Linked DNA regions of Mus musculus: regions 1, 2, 3, 5, 6 and 7 are each linked to region 4. The links are chromatin contacts, called in public HiChIP or PLAC-seq and promoter capture Hi-C maps. All regions are on one chromosome and are shown on one strand. The core of a region is the stretch at or near the end of the contact, and the rest is flanking DNA. Distances in the headings are between cores, read along the strand shown.

Region 1 (2,700 bases), core at 14-2,513, 770 kb before region 4:
CTATGGAATTACCTAAAGTCTTTAAGACAGATAATGGGCCATCCTATACTGGCAACAATTTTATATCATACCAAAAATAAAAGAAATAAATTTTACTAATCCCCTTTAAACCCAGTGTGAGTTCCTGTACACTTTTAAACACGGCCTTCTCCTTCTTCCACTGTTGAGACTATGGTGTTTTATACACACACACACACACACACACATATACATATACATACACACATATATATATATATATATATATATATATATATATATATATATAATATTCTACTTACGTCTTCTCTCCTTTTTTTCTCTCTCTCCAAAATAAGTTCAGCTCTCCTTTTAGCGACCATGTCCTCCTGTTGAGGAAACATTTACAGGTTTACAATGGACAAATATGATAAAAATCACTTGCTGTGTATGTGTTAATGTACCTTTTCAAGCTGGGGCTAAGGTGTGGTGGAAGGTAGGGACCTCACCAGGAAAATACGTGATGGTGACTGACTTAGCACATCCTTGCCCTTCTAGGCTATCGCCCTCCCAAGTGTTGAAAATGTTTGGAAATCTATTTTCCTTATGGTGTAGACAGGTCTTTGGAAGCACAGCTGTGTCTCCGTGGAAAGTGTATACGCATACCTTGGAGGGCTGTGGGAAGCATATACGCATACCTTGGAGGGCCGTGGAAAGCATATACGTATACCGTGGAGGGGATACGCTCAGGCTCAGGGAGGGTGAAGGATTAGGTCCTGCTCTTCTCCGGGTCTGACATAGTGTATCTGTTCAAACATCCTCAGGGTTTTGGTGTTGCTTAGCTCAGGATTCCCCAAAGTTTAACTAATTACAGTGTGCCCGACAGAGGCTGGCACTGTCTTGGGCATTACAATATATATCCTTTCACTTTCTTCTCAAAACACATCATCAAAGCAGGCAATGCCCCTATTCTAAGGGTGTGATAGTGGGGATCCCTAGAGAACTGTACAACAGCACCCAGGGTGGGGCTCCCTGATAAGGAAAGCCAGAAGCACCTCGTCTGGCTGCCCTAGTGAAGGGCTTATTACACCTACTGGAGCTAAAAACACTGCTAGGAAATGGATTTGGACAACACTGGGAGTTCTAACCCTGACAGTGAGACTTGACTCAGACATTTAGAGGGCTGGTCTGTGAGGAATTGGAATGATGAATGAATGGGACAGTTTAGGGGCCAGTCCAGGAGAGAGCACCGGCAGGTCACCGGCAGGTCACAGATCCGGATAGTTAGTTGTGGGTGGGAGCTTTACTCTGCTCTCTCAATGCCCCACCAAGCCCATCACAGAGCCCATCAACTGCTGCTGTGCCTGACAGAGGCCTCCTGGGAGGCCTGAAACCCACTAATTTAGAAAGACAATGGAGTACTACTCAGCAATTAAAAATAATGAATTCATGAAATTCTTAGACAAATGGATGGACCTGGAGTTAACTCAATCACAAAAGAATACACATGGTATGCCCTCACTGTTAAGTGGATATTAACCAAGAAACTTAGAATATCCAAAATACAATTTGCAAAACACATGAAACTCAAGAAGAAGGAAGACCAAAGTGTGGATACTTCGTTCCTTCTTAGAATGGGGAACAAAATACCCATGGAAGTTGTTACAGAGACAAAGTTTGGAGCTAAGACAGAAGGAAAGACCATCCAGAGACTGTCCCACCCGGGATCCATCCCATATACAACCACCAAACCCAGACACTATTGCATATGCCAGAAAGATTTTGCTGACAGGACCCTGACATATCTTGTGAGTCTATGCCAATGCCTGGCAAATACAGAAGTGGATGCTCACAGTTATCTATTGGATGGAGCACAGGGCCTCTATGAAGGAGCTAGAGAAAGTACCCAAGGAGCTAAAGGGGACTGCAACCCTATAGGAGGAACAATGATATGAACTAACCAGTATCCCCCAGATCTGTGTCTCTAGTAGCATATGTAGCAGAGGATAGCCTAGTAGGCCATCAATGGGAGGAGAGGCCCTTGGTATTGCCCTAGTACAGGGGAATGCCAGGGTCAGGAAGCGGGGAGTGGGTGGGTTGGGGAGCAGGGCAGGGGAGGGTATAGGGGACTTTGGGGATAGCATTTGAAATGTAAATGAAGTAAATACCTAATAATAAAAACAAGAAAGGCAAGCATTAACATGGTGGAAAAAAGCTTCAAAGAAGTCCTGCATTTGGGAGGCAGAGACAAGGGATGTCTGAGTTCAAGGGCAGCCTGGTCTACAGAGTTTCAAGACAGACAGGTCTACATAGAGAGACGCTGTACAAAAACCAAAACCAAAACCAAAACCAAAACCAAAACCAAAACCAAAACCAAAACCAAAACCAAAACCAAAAAAGCTTCAAATAGTTTTAAATTCATATTAAAGGATGAAAACTTTGATGAAAAATGTCTTCATGCTTACTGCAGCATTAAAATTTGAAACTTTCAGCAGGGCGTGGTGGTGCATGCCTTTAATCCCACCACTCAGGAGGCAGAGGCAGGCGGATTTCTGAGTTTGAGGCAGCCTGGTCTACAAAATGAGTTCAAGGACAGCCAGGGCTATACAGAGAAACCCTGTCTCAAAAAACAAAAACCAACAACAACAACAAAAAAAAATCGAAACCTTGTTTTTGTGAACATTACTTAGAAACCCAATTAGGTGATAAACAGACATCTTCCCGTGTACCTTGATTTTTGTC
Region 2 (2,700 bases), core at 101-2,600, 940 kb before region 4:
CTGCCTCCCAAGTGCTGGGATTAAAGGCCTGCACCACCACTGCCCAGCGTAGGAAATATTTTTGAAGTGTACAGTTTGAGGGGGAAAAGCTAGTAACAGGCTAACAGCATCAAAGAGTAGCATTTCATTCCCCCCCCCACATTTCCTCCACAGCAGAAGTAGCACCAATAATTTTACATTTGTGTATATCAGAAAAGCTATCTGAGCTCTTTACCACCCTAAAATGTAGTGTTTAACAGTATTTACCCTTGGCAGGAAGCAGTTGCTAAAATTGAAAGAATTCATTTTGAATGACTCTTATGTCTGAGAAGGCGGCATGAGGGAGCACACATTCATGCTTGGACACCAGGCTCAGGGTCATTCATTAATAAGTGCTTGACAGACAAATCATCTCCATGCAACTATTACAATAAAAAAAAAAAAAAGAAGAAAATCTGTCCTGCTAGGCACAGTGGTACACACTTGTAATCCTAGCACTCGGGAGGCTCAGGCAGGTAGACTAAAAGTTCCAGGCCAGGGGGCCAGTAAGATGGATCAGTGAGTAAAGGTGCTTGCAGCCAAGTGTGGGTGACCTGAGTTCCATCTGTGGGTCCCATGGTGAAAGTGGACAACCAACTCATGAACATTGTTCCATCAAACCCACACACAAACACCATGGCATGCTCACATGCATATGCAAACACAGACACACACACACACACAGACACACACAGACACACACAGACACACACAGACACACACACACACACACACACACACGCAATGAAAAGGGAGGAAAATGAGTTCCACCCCAGGGAGCAGTGAGATGGCTGAGTAAGTAAAGGGGCTTGCTGCCAAGATTGGTGACCTGAGTTTGATCCCCAGAACCCACACAGTGGAAGGAGAAAACAGACTCCAGCAGGTTGCCCTCTGACCTCCACGTACAAACTTACACACATTCGTCAGTTAGTTAGAGGAAAGGAGACAAGAACTCCAAACTAGCCTGGACTACACAGAAAGAAAGACTGTATTTCTTTTCTTTTTTTTTTTTTTTAAGTTAGTAAATAAATAAATGAAATTTAAAACTTAAAAAAAAATCTGTTTTGGAAAAATGTGCTCAATTTTGGGTGGATATTGTTTTCTTCAGGTTTACATTTTTCTTAAGTTTTTGGAAATGTTCCCATAATTTTTACATTAAACATTTTAACCCTTAGTTATGAGGTAGAGGATTCTCAAGTGTGGTTGGAGATCCGTTTCCCCCAGATACAGATGTAGTCATATACTTACTCGGTGTTCATTTACACTGAAGCATCACTGTGTGTGCTGATGAGAGGCCCCATCTCCCAGGGGCAGGGGCCTTAAATCAAAACCCACTGTGCCTTGCTTTAAAGATTGGAGATGGCTCAGGAATGAAGAGTGCTTGCTGCTCTCGCAGCAGTCCCCAACACTGGGCGGCTTACAAATATGTTTGCTTTCAGTGGTGTACATGAACCCGTGCCGGCATACACACATAAATAAAAATAGTATGCACAAATAAAAATAGTGTATTAATCCTCAAAAACAAAAAAGAAAGGCCATTCTGCCACACGGTGCCACACAATGAGCCATGATGCAGAGTAAAACGAGTGTAAGGATCCTGAATTTGATATTTCTCAGGTTCCCTGAAGACTCTCAGAGAAAAAAGGTGGGATGGTGGTTTCCATGGGTGGGGACAGAAAGGGCAAATTAGTATTCAGTGGGTACTGGTTTTATTTTGTGAGATGGAAAGAGATTTGTCATGTGGTCATGATGCTGCCACTGTTCTGTATTTGATGACAGTTAAAAGAATAAGTTTTGTGATGTGTGTGTGTAAGTGTGTGTGTGTATATATACACACATATATACATCTGTATGTATGTATGAATTCCTGCTCATATATATATGTGTGTGTGTGTGTGTGTGTGTGTGAGCATTATATATATATATATATATATATATATATATAAAAGCACCATACACACACACACACACACACACACACACACACACACACACACACACACACGAGCTGCACACTGTTGCTCAGCCCATCGCTGAGGATAAGGATCTTTGATTTTTGGCAGGGCACGGAATGTTGTTTTCACTTTGAGGTCACCAACTCTACCATCCTCCTGCTTCTATTTCCCAGCTGCTAGGTCATAGGCGTGTGTCACCACACCCAGCTAAGGATAACATCTTGTAGGAAGGAAAGTAGGATTTGCAGGCGGGGCAAATCTCTATCAGGTGTATCTGCAGCTCAGGAAGTGCTTGGAGACCTTGGAGACGCCAGCCTCTGCTCACCTGTTGTCTGCTCACGCATGTTGTCTGCTCACACATGTTGTCCTCGGACACTGTACTGTCCCACCATCTGTCTTCTTGGTCAGTTTGGGCCATTCTTTAGCCTCTTGATGCTCTGAGCTCTAAGCATCCTTGTTTAAGTCATTAGTAGCTGTGAAGTCAGGACAAATCCCAAGTCCCCAAGCTGCCACACTAGACCTCCCAGGCTGTGCAGCTGCCAAAGACATGGGCCTGGAGCACGCAGTTATTCTGCCACACAGCCATGCTCTTCCAGCATGCTCTTCCGGTTCTCGAGCATCCTGCTGCTCTATTTCCTGAGAAAATCAGGTCAACCTGGCAGTCTTTCTTTAAAAACTCATGTCGTTGTCCAGTCTTTTCCCAGTTTCTAGTAAACCAGTCTCCATC
Region 3 (2,700 bases), core at 168-2,667, 860 kb before region 4:
AGACTGTGTCCCAGAACACCTAACATATTTACTAATTGAACTTCCCAGGAAGAAAAAAAAAAGGTTGCAAACACTTTGCCTGCAGTGTGGAACAACCACAGGAAATATTAATGTCTTAAGAGAGTCAAACAAGAAAGAGAGAGAGAGAGAGAGAGAGAGAGAGAGAGAGAGAGAAGGGAGGAAGGAAGGAAGGCCACTTTAGCTGTAAGACACTGGTTCATGTCTCAAAAATACCAAAAAAAAAAAAAAAACCCAATAAAGAAACAAACACAAGCACTAAGCCTTCATCTTCCAACACACACACAAGACAGCACTTTCACTCTGGATGCTAGAGCAAGCAAGGGTGTGTGTGTGTGTGTGTGTGTGTGTGTGTGTGTGTGTGTTCTGAGGGTGAATTCTACTGCCCTTGCTCTCCAGCTGGAAAAAACAAGCACAAACAAACTAGTTGCTGGCTCAGGGCTGCGTGTATTTCACCACCGTACCCCCCAGGTTTTTTCCTGTTTCCAGGTAGCAGGCGTGCTGCGGCATGATTGACCTGGCTACATTTGTTTGTTTCCTGGTGCATAAAATATCATTCTACATGTTTACAAATTCATACTTGGATTCTTCACAGCACTTCTGGGACATCTCTTAAAAATCTGAAAAGTATCTGATTCTGCTAAAATGCAGAAACAACTACAGAAATTATAAAGGAAAGGCCCTTCCAAAATTAAAGTACTAAAAAAAATCACAAGTGTTTTTTTCTTTTCTTTTCTTTTTTTTTTTTAAACTAGAGGCGGGGAGGCTGAGGTGGTATCTGGGGCACCGGGTTACCTCAGCGATGGTCCTGAAAGCTGGAGCTTTTGAATATTTTCCCGTAATTTTGAATTTTGTAAATCCATAATCCAATAAAAAATTTCACGTGAACTAGCATTTCCATGCATAGGTGTTCCGAAATTACCATTTTCCCAATACGGATCCCCGCGAACGCTCGCTCGCGCTCCGAGTCTCTTCCAGGTCGCCCTTCCTTGCGACCAGCATTTGTTCTCTATGCCCCCATCCAGCCCTAGGACAGAACGTGGACCCCCGCCCGCCAGCGCAGGCGACACCGCGGCAGGGGGCTGAGGTGCGCACGGCGTCTGGGGCGAGGGGTTACCTCAGCGATGGTCTTTGACACCTGAAAGCTGGAGCTTTTGAAGAGCCCCACCACCTTCAGCTTCAGGGGCGGCTCGGGCGGCAACCGCACGTGACATGCTGGGGGCTTCGACTTGGGCCGGCACGGCTGCTGGGTGGCCATGGCAGGGACAGCAGAGAGCCCGGAACACAAATAGTGCGAGTCGCCAGGGCAACCGCGTGGCTCCTCCCCGAACGCCCGCAAGGGGCGGGACCTGAGTGAGTTCGTGGGCGGGGCCTCGCATCAACTTCAAGCCTGTTGCTGGTGGAAGCCGAGCCGGGAACAAGGGAGGAACCTGTAGGCCGCGGTGCGGAGAACCCACCGAAGGACCTAAGAATCTGGAACAGTCCACCCGAGATTCCTTCCAGGACTGCCGGCGGCCTCGCGCAGCCAGCCCGGGATTTGCAGCCGACCTTCTTTCCGGGTGGAAGGACGGCCTTTGTCCCAGTAACGCAGGAGTCGCCCCCCACCCCCAACCAGCTCGCGTTCCTGGGTCGGGGCAGCGCAGGACAGGGCAATAAGCCTGTGCGCGCAATCCGCCTCGCCGCCCTTGCTCCGAAGCACTCCAGCCATGAAGCTCAACTTTTCTCTACGGCTGAGAGTTTTCAATCTCAACTGCTGGTAAGTAAGTGCTCCCAGGCGTGGGCTGCAGCCTCGGAGCCACCTTCCAGTCCCCTCTCGCACATGCCTAGGAAGGAAGCAGGTCTTCTTCAGCCGAGCTAGACCCTGTCCTTCCCGAACCACCAAAGTCCACATCGCCTAAAGACCAGAGCTTGGGTGGTTGCAGCAATCACCAAAGTCCCTATCATCCAAAGCTGAGGTGATGACAGCAGTAATCGTCCCAAACCTGGCCCATGTCTTTCCTTTTAAATGATTTACTTTTATTTTATGTACATTTGGTGTTTTGCCTGTATGTATGTCTGTGTGAAGGTGCCAGATTCTCTGGAACTGGAGTTACAGACAGTTGTAAGCTGTCATGTGCTTGCTGGAAATTGAACTGCTGACCCATCTCTTCTGCCCCCTGCGTCCTCCACCCCTTTTAGGGACATCCCCTACCTGAGCAAACATAGGGCGGACCGCATGAAGCGCTTGGGAGACTTTCTGAACTTGGAAAACTTTGATCTGGCTCTCCTGGAGGAGGTGAGGTTGTAGGGCAGGCTAGGTTGGAGGAGGGCAGCAGGCGGCAGGCGGCGCAGGAAAACTGTTCTGTCTGGGATGAAATCCAAGCAAGTATCCTCACCTTCTTCCTCAGGTGTGGAGTGAGCAGGACTTCCAGTACCTAAGGCAAAGGCTATCGCTCACCTATCCAGATGCACACTACTTCAGAAGGTGAAAAGCCTGTGTTCTCAGCCTGTTCTCAGACGAGGAAGCTCTCCAACATTCTTGCTTGCACCCTCGATCTTCTTCCTCTGGGTGTGAGAAGAGCAGGCCGTCACCCTCATCTTGCAAGGGCTGCTGTCTTAGGCTTTGTTCTGGGGTTGATCTTAGCAGTAGAGCTGGGAGACCGCGGAGGGGAAGAGGGCTGGCTGGGTACTCCCCTCCTTGCT
Region 4 (2,700 bases), core at 125-2,624:
GAATCAGCCTAGGTTTGCCTGCCGTGCTCACCAGCACTAATCACATGGCATTCGGGGGTAGAATTCTAGTCATAGTGCCCTTGCCTAACTTTTTCCCTATGGGCACATTCTAGGGACTGCTGAGGAGGTAAGCTAGTCCTGGGAAGCAGCCGAGCTGTGACTTCTGCTCCCGGGACTCTAGGGAGCAGACACAGAGGTCATGTCTGGCTGCCACAGATGATTGCATAACAGGAAGAAATGGCCGCGGTCCTTTAGCCTCTGTGCCTTCACCTGAAGACAGCACCAAATGAATTCTTATTAGCCTCTTTGAGTAGTAAACGGCAGGCCGCTGAGGCTGTCTCCCAAATAGATCCCCTGTGGGAGGATGTAGGGAAAATGTAGATACCAGGCGCCTGCGCCAGGCACCCCAAGGCTGACATCTTGTGTGGAAGGTAGAGAGAGGGGCAAAGATGTCAGTGTCCTCCACGCTCTCCGCAGAGGCAGCAGGAATCTGTTACTTGGTGCTGACCTGTCAGCCTCCTGCCCGCCTTCACTTCTTTGTCTTACTATGTGTGCTCCATGCCCAACTCCCTCTATCTGGCTCAATTCCAGATTAAGGAGAGTGGACAAAACGTAATTATTCCAGTTAGTTATAGCCATTCCTTAGGGGTAAAGTTCTCTCAGCCAGCTGCTTGTGTTGTTAGCCTAAATCCCACCCACCCCTGGTACAATCCCTTCTTGCAACAGGCAGTGAACAGGGCATCAGGCCAGGTGAGGTTAGCCATGGCAGACATCATGAGGTCTGGCTATGAGTGGTTCTCTGCCTCCTCCCTAGCTCCACTTGACTCCCACTCCGTGAGCCTTGAAGCCTTTTCAGGGAGGTTTAATGTGCGCTTCTCCTCCAACTGAGCCGTGTGCGTTTCTGAGCAGGTGAGCTGAGATGTCAGACTGCCAGGGTTGAAGAAAGACAAGAGAAGATTCCCAGCAGGACACAGTCCAGTGGGGAAGGCTGGGAGAGGGAGGTCCTGGACTTGTTTCCAGAGGAGGTAATAGAAGACAGACGGCCATGATCTTACTAGTTGCCTATCTAGCAGCCTTGCGCCACAGCTCTAATAAGTTAACACTAGGGTGAAAAGCAATCTGTGGCTAAGAATAACCAGCTGCCAGTGGAGTGGAAAGAGAGCCAGAAACATAGGGCATGTCCTGATATAGTGTGACCTATCAATCTCTGGCCCCAACCCCACCAAGACACACCCCTAAAATCCCAGAGTGCATACAGAACGACCCTAGAGCAAAGAGTGAGGATTCAAATACCTGTCTCTGAAAAAGCAGTCTGGTATCCACCGGAGGTCCTGGCACCAACACTTGTTTTCCAGTGACCTGTTAGCCTGGTCTCCTAAGAGACAGGGAAAACAAAACTCCTTCCCATTGGGGAAATTATTAAGGACACTCTCTCTAAGCTTACCCTCCATTGGTCCATGCCACAGTGTCTGCCTCTGACTCCCCAGGAGAGAGGCACGTGTAAGCTCTGTGGAACTGCCTCTCTGCCAAGCCTGCAGGGGAAGTTTCGTCCTCTATGACCTGTCTTTGTCTGGCTTTCAAGAACTTCAGCTTGCCACCAGCCTGGAGTTTCTCCGGCTGATTTGTTTGCATGGCAAATAAATGGGTGGTCTGTCTGACTTCCAAAAAGTCCCAGCTAGAACCAAGCACTCGTTTCCCCTGCCGCATTGTTCAGAGTTGTTGATAGCTGAGATGCCGGCCTGGTGGCAGATGGAAAATTTATTCAGAAAATAAGTTAGGATGAACCAAATATTTATAGAAGGGAACTGGTATTTGCTGAGTGTCACCTCCTCAGAAACACACACAGCTCAGTAGTAGGAAAAGCCCACATTAAACCTCCCTGAAAGTCATTTGATTCTAGAGACGTAATTGGTTGTATCACAATAGCTATAATATATCTTAAAGATTTGTTTTACATTTAAATTGCTGTGGTCTGTTGGTCTGTGGTCTATTGCATGTTGTTCTCACATGCACGCAGTGCCCATGGAGGCCAGAAGAGGGCACCAGATGTCCTGGAGCTGGAGTTATAGGTGGTGGTGCGCCACCTGATGAAGGTGCTGGCAATTACATGTGTTAATCGCTGAGCCATTTCTCCAGCCCAGATAATATTTAATAGAATAATATTAACCACGTTAATATACTAATAAGAGATTTCGCTTTAGCCATGACTGTATCACCACGTAACACCATTCTCTTGTGAAATGAGACGTATCCTCCTTATTCTACAGATATAAACCGAGGCTCCAAGACATGTGGAAAAGCCCATGGTCTCTTGTGTGATAAAGGCCATTCTGTGTAGCAGACTCCCTATGCATGCTCTCAGCCAAGCAGAGGTCCTCTTTGTCAAAGCAGGGTCCTCACTATCTTATCTTGAGCAAGTCAGAGGCTGTCTCAGTCTGTCTTCCCATCTGAAAAGGAGAGAAAGATGATTCCTTTTGCATGTGGCCATGAGCCTCTGGTGAGCTCAGCTAGGTACGATTTTATACAAGGCTGTCTGGGTGTCAAAATGGAAAAGAAAGGGCATTGTCCCTTCAGTCCACAATCCCAAAGTCACAGAAAATGGAACAGTTCTGTGTCTAGGGGAATGGGTTCTTTCTCCACACACATCCAGCAACCAATATAGCAGACTCTCCAGCAGACACATCCGGTTCAGCAGGATTC
Region 5 (2,700 bases), core at 113-2,612, 600 kb after region 4:
CCAGCAGAGCCAGAAAATAAGGAGCCAGAAGATTAGAACAAATTGCCAAATTGTTAGAGGCCAAGCAGAGCGAATCAGTGGGAAGCTGAGAGAAGCCAGATTGAATCAGTCAGCTTGGAGAGGAGTTTGAGCCAGAAGAGCTGAGTTGAACCAGCCAGCCAGAGTTCAGAAAGAACTGGAAAGGGTGAGTTTATGCAGCAGCAAATCTAAAGCATTCTAGATTAGATTGTATCTAGGCTAAAAGTTTCCAGGCCTAGGGCTAGGGATACATAGAACAGAGAACGGAAATCCGTGGGCTCAGCCCAAGCTGTGTATTCGCACAGCTGTGTATGGCTCTCTTTTCATCCCATCCCATCATGAGGAAATAAATGTTTCTTTTACAGGCCAGTAACATTTTGTCTTTTTGTCGTATTTTTTATTTTCCTGATTTTCTCAGTGACCTGAGTGGTCAGCATGTTCTGGTATGTCAATATCTACTAGATTAAATGACATCACAGATTACAAACTTTTAGCCTTTTTAAAATGCCATTAAACATAATGACTTGTTCTGTAATTAAAATTAAAATTTATCAGATAATAAGCAACCTTTAACAGAAGTCAGGTTTTCTCCAAGTGGATAATTTACAGGAACATGGTTGATTTTGTTTGTTTGTTTTAAACAAAACAAAACATTCTTCCAGCTTTCTTCTTGACCATCTTATGAAAGAATGTTTTTCTCGGTATAAGTGATCAGTAATACAGAGATCAAGGAGGTTTTCAGGTGGAAAGAGCATTTTTCAGATAGATGATAAAGTTACATTGTTGTGTAACTTGAGTATAGCAAACGGAACAAATCCCGACAGCTGTACAGCCTTTCTCAGGCATTGCCAGGCTCTAATCATTTGTGGAAATTTGAACTGCCGTGCTTTTGAAACCACAAATTTGAACCCACACATGTGTCTTGAGCTATTTGGCCGTTGACTAGGCCCGTGATTGCTGACTGATCTTGGGGAACTGTATGTTCTCTCTGTGCTTGGATTCTCTCTGGACACCCGGGCTAAGGTGAGAAAGGAGCGTGGGGAGGATTGATGTGGCTCCAGGAGCCTATTCCGGAGCTTCAGCAGGTATCACTAGCCTGAAAGTTGAATAAAAGACCTGGAAAGCTCAGGTGTGGACGGAGGGTAGGGGTGGGGCGTGTAAAGACGACCTCCCAGCTAGCACTGGCGTGTTCCCTCAAGAGTTAGCAGCACACTTTATAGAAGCAGTAGCTAGGCTGCAGTAGCAGCTCTAACACGCGCTGAGCTCCGTTTCCTAGGCAACCACCATGACTTCCGGTTTGACTCCAGGTTGGCTAGTGGCCTGACTCTGTCACGGGAACCGCCACGATTCTGCAAGATGGAGAGTGAACATAACTCGGTGGCCAGCTGGGGCCAGGGTCGAAGTCCAGCCGCCGGAGGTCTTGAGTCAGGACGGTCCCTGGGGACAGTGCTATCAGGAGGGACCTCGGAGACTGGAGGAGCCTGAGTGCCGAGCCCCAGAGGGTGCACCGGCCCCCAGTAGCTCTCCGCAGCCGCCAAGCTGGAGCTGGACGTGAAGACCGGGAGCGTCGGGCCGGTGGCTGCGGCACAGAGGCTCCACCAGGCGGAGACCCGGGCGGAGAGCGAGCAGGCCACGGTGGCTTCCCGGCGGAGTGGCCGGACCAGGAGCGTGCTGCGCTGGTTCTCCACCGCGGTCATGTATGCCGCCTTCCTGGGGCTGGTGAGAGCCGAGGCTGCACCCCTCCCAGGCTGGGGCGCGAGCCTCCTGCAGGGGACCTGCCCTTCCCAGCTGGACTCTCACATTCGCTGCCTGCATGTTGTGTGACCTTGATCGCTGGGGCTTCAGTTTCATCCGCTTAACACATAGGCACTATTCTAATCACCGAGGGTCACTGTCAAGAGCGCGGGTGATTTTTGCCTAACATGATTTCCCCCTACAATCTATCTTTGTAGGGCTCCTCTTAGTACTAGGGAGACAAAAAAAGAGAATGCCAGGATCTGTAGCCACTGTCCCCTACACCTTAATTATTATACAGAGAAATACTTGGCTGGGGTGGGGGCTCTCTTTCTAGTGGCTTGATTAAATTACACCAACTGCTTGATTTTTACAGATTTTACAGATATAATGGCAAGAGCAAAATGACTTTTTCTTGTTCATACAAATGTTTAAGCGGTTGAGTCAAGCGCAGCCCTTACTCTGGTACAGCCCTCTTCAAACTAACTTCCATTGTATAAGTGATTTTCATGGAGCAAAGTACAAGGCTGTATGCGCTTTTTACAGATCCTGGAGCTACCCCCAATTCAGTGTTTGTGGCAAAGCTCCCCATTCCCTATCACTTCATGGTTGTAGGCCAACAGGGTCGAGAGGGTGAGTCCCCAGAGGAGAATAGCTTACTCTCTTCTAGACTCTGAGCCACACTCATTTCTTAGATTGTACTAATGGGACGGGATAAAGAAATCCCTGCAGATGCTTACTGAGCGCTCGCTCCCTGGGCTGGGTTTTGAGTCTTTGGAAGACGTGAAGTGTTTTCACTCTTCGTGTGTGAGCTACTTATTGCGAACCTGCGCTCACTCTGGTTCGTACCAATGCTGTCTAGGTAAGGTGCACAATTAACTTTGGAGCACAATGGTACAATTAGAATCGGTAGTTCTTGAAATGTAAGTCAATTAGAAGCTTTAGTTA
Region 6 (2,878 bases), core at 310-2,809, 640 kb after region 4:
AGTAAATTCCAGGACAACCTGTGCTACAAAATGAGACCCCCTTTCCTTCCTTCTTTTCCTTCCCTTTCCTTCCTTCCTTCCTTCCTTCCTTCCTTCCTTCCTTCCTTCCTCCCTTCCTTCTTTCCTTCCTTCCTTCCTTCTTTTCCTTCCCTCCCTCCCTTCCTTCCTTCTTTTCCTTCCCTTCCTTCCTTCCTTCCTTCCTTCCTTCCTTCCTTTCCTAGGTTCCTTCCTTCTTTCTTTCTTTCCCTGTTCTTTCTTTCTTTTTAAGATCTTGGGTGTTGCTGGAGCAGTGACTCAGCAGATAAGAACAGCAACTGCAGGTCTAAAGGACCCTGGTTCAAATCCCAGCAACTGCTTGATGGCTCACAGCCATCTGAACTGTCACTAGCTGGGCAGTGGTGGCACACACTTTTAATCCCAGCACTTGGGAGGCAGAGGCAGGCAGATTTCTGAGTTTGAGGCCAGACTGGTTTACAGAGTGAGTTCCAGGACAGCCAAGGCTACACAGAGAAACCCTGCCTTGAAATGTAACCGCCATCCCCCCCCCAAAAAAAAAAAATCTCTGGTGTTTTCTTTCCTTTTTTAAAAAAGATCTGTCTTGGTTTCCCTACCCCCAGGTGATGTACCTCAGCAAAGACTCACATTTATGGCCCTTTCCCATTCCTCACAGCCCTTCCAGTACCTGGAAGTATCTGCAGGAATTGGGGTTAGTGTGTGTATCTGAGAGTGAGCCAATGAGTTAAGTATTTTTCAGTCCTAGATACAGAACCCAGGCCCCTGAGTATGTCGGGCAAGCACTCAAGCTCTGAGCTACAGCCCCAGCCCAGCTTTTGTTCATGAGCTATTATTACATGGTCCATAGCAGAGATCTGCTGGCCATTCTTGGGCGAGTTGTTATGTACTCTGTAAGCCATAATCCTCTTGGCTGCACAGGGCTAAAGTGGATTGTGTGTCAGGAGGGTTGAGATGCTCCGTGTGAAGGCTGACCCACAAGGTTCAACCCGTATTGGTATTGGTAGCATGAATGTGGTCAATGGCAGCTTTAGAAGCTCAGTTGTTGATGGACAGGACTGGGAGTTTGGGAAGTCGTGCAAGGTGGGTCCTGACTTAACCTGAAGGGGAGACTCCCCCTTGCAGAAAAGAGTGTTGGAATCCCTCGGAGCTAGAGTTACCGGTAGGTTGCAAACTGCCCAGTGTGGGTACTGGAAACCAAAGTCAAGACCCCTGAAAATTCTGAGCCATTCTCCAGCCCCAGAGCCTCTTGGCTGGGTTGTTCTGAGGCTGTGCTTTCTGCTTTTTCTCCCTCAGGGTACCAGTGCGTCCATCTGTGTGCGCTTACGTGGGAGAGATACTGAACGTGCTTCCAGGAAAGCATCCGGTCTTCCAGGCAACCACATTCCCTTCCCCCAAGAAGCTGGGTCCCTGATTGCTGAGAAAGACCTATTTCTGCCAAACGGTCTTCTTAGGGGCTGTGCAAGATGGGTGCGGGTGTCGGCACCACGTGTACAGTCCAAAGTGTAACTTCCCAAGGTCCTGACTGAGGACTGTCCGTGGGGGAGGAGGCACTGGGAGAAGTCTTCTGGTCAGACAGAACAGGGGCTCAGAGCTCCAGGGACCCTGCTAAAAAGCCAGACCGCACCAAAAACCCTTTGTTTGGAGCCTCCAAGCTGGAGTCGGAAATGGGGTCCCGTGGGTCCGGGCCCACGTCTGTTGAGCAGCACCTCCTCCAGGTTGAGACCCAAGGGAAGAACGGGCTCCAGGCTGTGGGAAGAACACTGCGCTGGTTCACCACTGTGGTTCTGAACGCTGCTTTCCTGGGGATGGTGAGAGCTGAGGCTGTAACCGCCTGCACTTTGTATGGCCTTTGTGCAACATTATTGAACTGCCCTGGGCCGTGGGAGAATGGCTACAATTTTAATCAAACCTGAAATTGATGACCCTAATATTTTCCAACTGCAGCAAACCTTACTTGGTTTCTGTATGAGGGAGAGAGAGGACTGTGCTGGTGTGTACCAATGGCCCTCCCTGTCCCAGGTGGTTAGACAGAAACGGGCTTTCCTAAGAGTTCTTCCTTGGGTCCTGACCAGATCCAGCTAGCAGCATAATTTCACTCCAAGTAGGAAGTGACTTTTCCTAGGTTGCAGAGTTGGTTAGGTTGATAAAATCAGGACGATGTCTCTCTATGATAATCCTTCTTAAATTGAGCCTTCGGGTCCTTAAATGTTTTTCCTGGAGCAGAGTGCAAAGCAAGAAGTGACTTTTACTGACCGCTTAGACTTCTTTTCAGTCCACTGTTTGTGATGGCCTGCCTTGGTCCTTTGGTAATTGTGACCTTGGAGAAATGAAAGTGAGTTGTCTGTGGAGTGATTGCAGGTAACTAAGGATCTCAGAGAGGGAATCAGAGGTGGCTACTGAAATGAGCACAAACGGCACTTTCTGTGAAGACAGCCATGGTCAGTTTGGTCCAGTTATAGAATTCATAATGAACAATAACAGATTGGTTATGAAATTCTTTATACCTTCAAAGGATGAGCGCATAGAGACATCTGTGACTCAAGGTAACCCAATAAAAACAGGAGACAGACGTTATGACAGTTATCAGGTAGAGAGGACTAAGAAACCAGAGCACACTCTTTTATAACAAGTTTCTGCGGAGAGCCACCCAGATCAAAATCAAACAAGCCAACACTCACATAATAAGGAGATCAACAGGCTTAGGGTGCAAGTCTTCATGGCCTTTGTCTAGACCAGTGGCTCTCAACCTTCCCAATGCTGCGACCCTGTAATACAGTTCCACATGTTAAGGTGAACTCCCACCCCCAACCATAAAATTACTCTTGTTGTTACTTCACAGCTGTAATGTTGCTACTGTTATGCA
Region 7 (2,720 bases), core at 32-2,531, 710 kb before region 4:
GTAGATAGTACCCTTTACCACGTGGGCTACTTTCTCACTCGGCTGACAGTTCTTTGGTGTGCAAAAATTCTAGGTGGTTCTGTTATGCACCTTTTGATGCTGCATCCTGCTTTGTTTGGCTTTAGTCAGTACTAGATCCTACACCAGAAATGCTGTTTAAAGTAGACAGGGCATTAGCATGCTTCAAAGCTGTAGCTATACTACTGTGGTGATTCTCTAAGCATCCTCTACCTTTCATTGACAAGCATCTATCTAGAGTCTTTCAAAACACACTGGGGTTTGCATGTCAACCTGAGCCAAGTAGCTTCATACAGTATATTTATCTAACATTAAAGCAAATGTTCTCAGATTATTTTTGAAGACATTTTTATTTTATGTTTGTGTTTCCTTGGATGTCTGTATGTACACCTGATGTGGGGAAACTCTGCTAATTAAGTTCAAAGTCTACCATTGTCCAGATAGCCTTCTGGGGTGTCATGAGATGTGGGGGACTCCTTTCATCGGCAGGGGTTCCTCTTTTCTGACATTGTGTGGGGAGTTCAACACCCCCTCCTACACACACACACACACACACACACACACACACACACACACACACAGGCGCGCGCGCGCGCGTGCCTCTACCTAAAGAGTGTCACATAGCCTTAGTTACATTACAGGTTCAACTTCCTTTCTCCTAATAAGAACCCATTCAGCTGGCACCTGAGACTCCTGAAAAGCTTCCCCATGCTAATGAGGCAACACACTCCCTAAGCCTTCAGCCAGTGATTTTGTCTATCCTGGACGTTCCTATCCCTAGTCCCCCAAATTATATAAGCCTCCAAGTAAAGTTGATCTGCCTTCCTGTGGCTAGCTGTTCCCTATGTGTCTTCTGTGTACTCACAAGGTTTTCTGACCCGGTCCCTTTCTCTGCTTCCCTTTCCCTTGTGGACTGATATTGGCCTATGATCCCTAGGGGAGGTGAGGGCCACACCTGCTGCCAGAGTCAGTCAGAAAAGGGGATCAGATTGCCTGGAACTGGAGTTACAGATGGCTGCAAACCACCATGTGGGTATTGGGAACCATATCTGATATTCTTCAGGTGTAGGATGCACTCGTAACAACTGAACTCTCTCTCCAGCCCCACAAGGCTCTCAGAATTCATTGGCTTTGCAATTTCATTTCAGATCATGGAGATAAGCCATTCTGAAGAACATTTCACAACTCCTGGCATCAGAGCAAAGCACCATCGAAAGCTTTCGTAACTGCTTCTCCTGACTCTGTGCCCACCTCCCTTCTGCTGTGCCAGGTTCCACCTGCACTGACCTGCCGTGACCTCCGGGTTACGTGGTGTCCCAGAATGCATCAAACCCTCACGCTAACAATGCTTGTGTCTGTTTTTAGCACTTCTCTGTTTTATTGCACTTAGTGCCACAAATAATATTGTGCTCAGACTGTGGCTTCTTCCTAGGAGGAGATGTCTTTTAAAAAAACTTTTATTATATGTTTATTATATATTATATACATTATAATATATATTATGTGTGTGTGCTCTCTCTGCATGTACACTTACATGTCAAAAGAATGAATCAGGTTACATTATAGATGGTTGTGAGCCACCATGTGGTTGCTGGAAATTGAACTCAGGACCTCTGGAAGAACAACTAGTGCTCTTATCCACTGAGCCATCTCTTCACTCCACAAAGGGATGTCTTTATGGAGAGCTATCCCTTAGATCCTAGGAGATGACGTGCTAGGTACAGCTAACATGGAACAGGCATGCTTTCAAGCAGGTCAGTTGAACTTACAGTATCTATTATGTCAGTCATTTCCTCTTCTGTACCCTGAAGCTTGGTTATGACAGCTGCTCGTCTCACGTTCAAGTACTTCAGCCGCTCTATGACTGTCTGAATGTAAAGAACAAACATTTGAATTCATTGGCACTTGGGCATGGCAAACATTATGAAAAAGTCATGAGCTCATGCTTTTTCTGAGACTGCATGGAATCTACTCTGTCTTTCCTAGCTTCTATGCATTGCTGAAGATCTTTGTTGTTTCCTTAACATATATATATTACACATTAATATATGCTGTAGATAATATAGAAATATACAAAATATATAATATACATTTGTAAATTTGAATATTAAAATATTTATAAAGTTTATAAATATATAATATATAATATATAACTATATAAAATATAATGTATTATGCTTATAATGTCTTACATATATTATATAAAATTATACATTATCTAGCATATATTATATAAACATATATTATTTTAGTATATTTATCTTATAATATATTATATTATACAATATGTGTTTATATAATATATGAAATATATTTAATTATATAAACATATAATATAATTAAATATATGTATAATGTTGGTCTTTTGAGGGCAAGTTTCATGCATCTCAGGCTATCCTTAAACTTGTTGTGTAGTTGAGGATGATTCTGAGTTGAGGACTGCCTGTCTCTCCCTCCTGACTGCTGGGATTGCAAGAGGCATATGCCATGTGATACAGTGGATGCAGTGGGTGCAGGAGATGAAACCTGTTTCATGCATGCTAGGCAAGCTCTAAACTAACTGGGAACAGCTCAGCTTGTTGGTGTTCCTTAGTGGCTTGTATATGCATGGTTATGTTCTCTCCCTCTGATGCCACACTGGAGTGCATGGCTGCACACTCTCCCTCTGATGTCACACTGCTTCCTCCTGCCTCTCTCGCTGA

The links. Promoter capture Hi-C pulls out the DNA fragments that hold promoters and counts their contacts. HiChIP or PLAC-seq counts read pairs in DNA pulled down with a chosen protein or histone mark.
Region 1: a promoter capture Hi-C map of embryonic stem cells shows a contact between it and region 4, with 4 times the contacts expected there. The contact joins the enhancer-like site here to the promoter of Ddo in region 4. A contact is called at or near these places in 6 of 39 promoter capture datasets (the 3T3-L1 cell line, embryonic stem cells, hippocampal neurons and 2 more), 4 of 484 Hi-C or Micro-C datasets (the 3T3-L1 cell line, the N1E-115 cell line, cortical neurons and 1 more) and 2 of 115 datasets of contacts at active chromatin or transcription factors (astrocytes and embryonic stem cells).
Region 2: a promoter capture Hi-C map of liver shows a contact between it and region 4, with 3 times the contacts expected there. The contact joins the promoter of 5730435O14Rik here to the promoter of Ddo in region 4.
Region 3: an H3K4me3 HiChIP or PLAC-seq map of neural tube shows a contact between it and region 4, with 6 times the contacts expected there. The contact joins the promoter of Smpd2 here to the promoter of Ddo in region 4. A contact is called at or near these places in 10 of 39 promoter capture datasets (the 3T3-L1 cell line, the SN4741 cell line, cranial neural crest and 5 more), 1 of 484 Hi-C or Micro-C datasets (ventricular fibroblasts), 2 of 115 datasets of contacts at active chromatin or transcription factors (astrocytes and neural tube) and 1 of 9 other capture datasets (embryonic stem cells).
Region 5: a contact with region 4 is called in a promoter capture Hi-C map of stem cell-derived epiblast-like cells, with 4 times the contacts expected there. The contact joins the promoter of Mfsd4b1 here to the promoter of Ddo in region 4. A contact is called at or near these places in 7 of 39 promoter capture datasets (the C10 cell line, the HPC-7 cell line, embryonic stem cells and 3 more) and 1 of 9 other capture datasets (adipose tissue).
Region 6: a contact with region 4 is called in a promoter capture Hi-C map of hematopoietic stem and progenitor cells, with 5 times the contacts expected there. The contact joins the promoter of Mfsd4b5 here to the promoter of Ddo in region 4. A contact is called at or near these places in 9 of 39 promoter capture datasets (the C10 cell line, the HPC-7 cell line, HPC-7-derived erythroid cells and 5 more) and 1 of 9 other capture datasets (liver).
Region 7: a promoter capture Hi-C map of liver shows a contact between it and region 4, with 3 times the contacts expected there. The contact joins the enhancer-like site here to the promoter of Ddo in region 4. A contact is called at or near these places in 12 of 39 promoter capture datasets (3T3-L1-derived adipocytes, the HPC-7 cell line, HPC-7-derived erythroid cells and 7 more), 1 of 115 datasets of contacts at active chromatin or transcription factors (astrocytes) and 1 of 9 other capture datasets (embryonic stem cells).

Annotation. Positions count from the first base shown.
Region 1 is chr10:41,399,879-41,402,578 of GRCm38.p6, reverse strand. Ak9 (adenylate kinase 9) reads right to left here. Exons shown (of 40, transcript NM_001370813.1): 27 at 2,688-2,700; 28 at 282-347. Among named protein-coding and RNA genes, the nearest start is that of Gm25626, 13 kb to the right of the region's middle. Within about 2 kb of position 1,263, at least 5 of the 459 cell types and tissues checked have an H3K27ac peak or open chromatin away from gene starts, as enhancers often do. A contact at or near this core is called in embryonic stem cells, where this site is marked.
Region 2 is chr10:41,566,666-41,569,365 of GRCm38.p6, reverse strand. 5730435O14Rik (RIKEN cDNA 5730435O14 gene) reads right to left here and starts at 1,350. Exons shown (of 4, transcript NR_045341.1): 1 at 1,267-1,350. All of the region lies in intron 37 of Ccdc162 (coiled-coil domain containing 162), which reads left to right.
Region 3 is chr10:41,489,057-41,491,756 of GRCm38.p6, reverse strand. Smpd2 (sphingomyelin phosphodiesterase 2, neutral) reads left to right here and starts at 1,417. Exons shown (of 10, transcript NM_009213.2): 1 at 1,417-1,774; 2 at 2,197-2,293; 3 at 2,406-2,482. The coding sequence starts at 1,725. Ppil6 (peptidylprolyl isomerase (cyclophilin)-like 6) reads right to left here and starts at 1,318. Exons shown (of 8, transcript NM_028430.1): 1 at 1,136-1,318. The coding sequence starts at 1,276.
Region 4 is chr10:40,628,685-40,631,384 of GRCm38.p6, reverse strand. It overlaps Ddo (D-aspartate oxidase), which reads right to left and starts at 1,374. Exons shown (of 5, transcript NM_027442.5): 1 at 1,294-1,374.
Region 5 is chr10:40,023,930-40,026,629 of GRCm38.p6, reverse strand. Mfsd4b1 (major facilitator superfamily domain containing 4B1) reads left to right here and starts at 1,362. Exons shown (of 4, transcript NM_144821.4): 1 at 1,362-1,737. The coding sequence starts at 1,714.
Region 6 is chr10:39,985,327-39,988,204 of GRCm38.p6, reverse strand. It overlaps Mfsd4b5 (major facilitator superfamily domain containing 4B5), which reads left to right and starts at 1,559. Exons shown (of 4, transcript NM_001113385.1): 1 at 1,559-1,823. The coding sequence starts at 1,680.
Region 7 is chr10:41,340,047-41,342,766 of GRCm38.p6, reverse strand. It overlaps Ak9 (adenylate kinase 9), which reads right to left. Exons shown (of 40, transcript NM_001370813.1): 10 at 1,788-1,886. Among named protein-coding and RNA genes, the nearest start is that of Ak9, 37 kb to the right of the region's middle. Within about 2 kb of position 1,281, at least 4 of the 459 cell types and tissues checked have an H3K27ac peak or open chromatin away from gene starts, as enhancers often do. A contact at or near this core is called in liver, where this site is marked.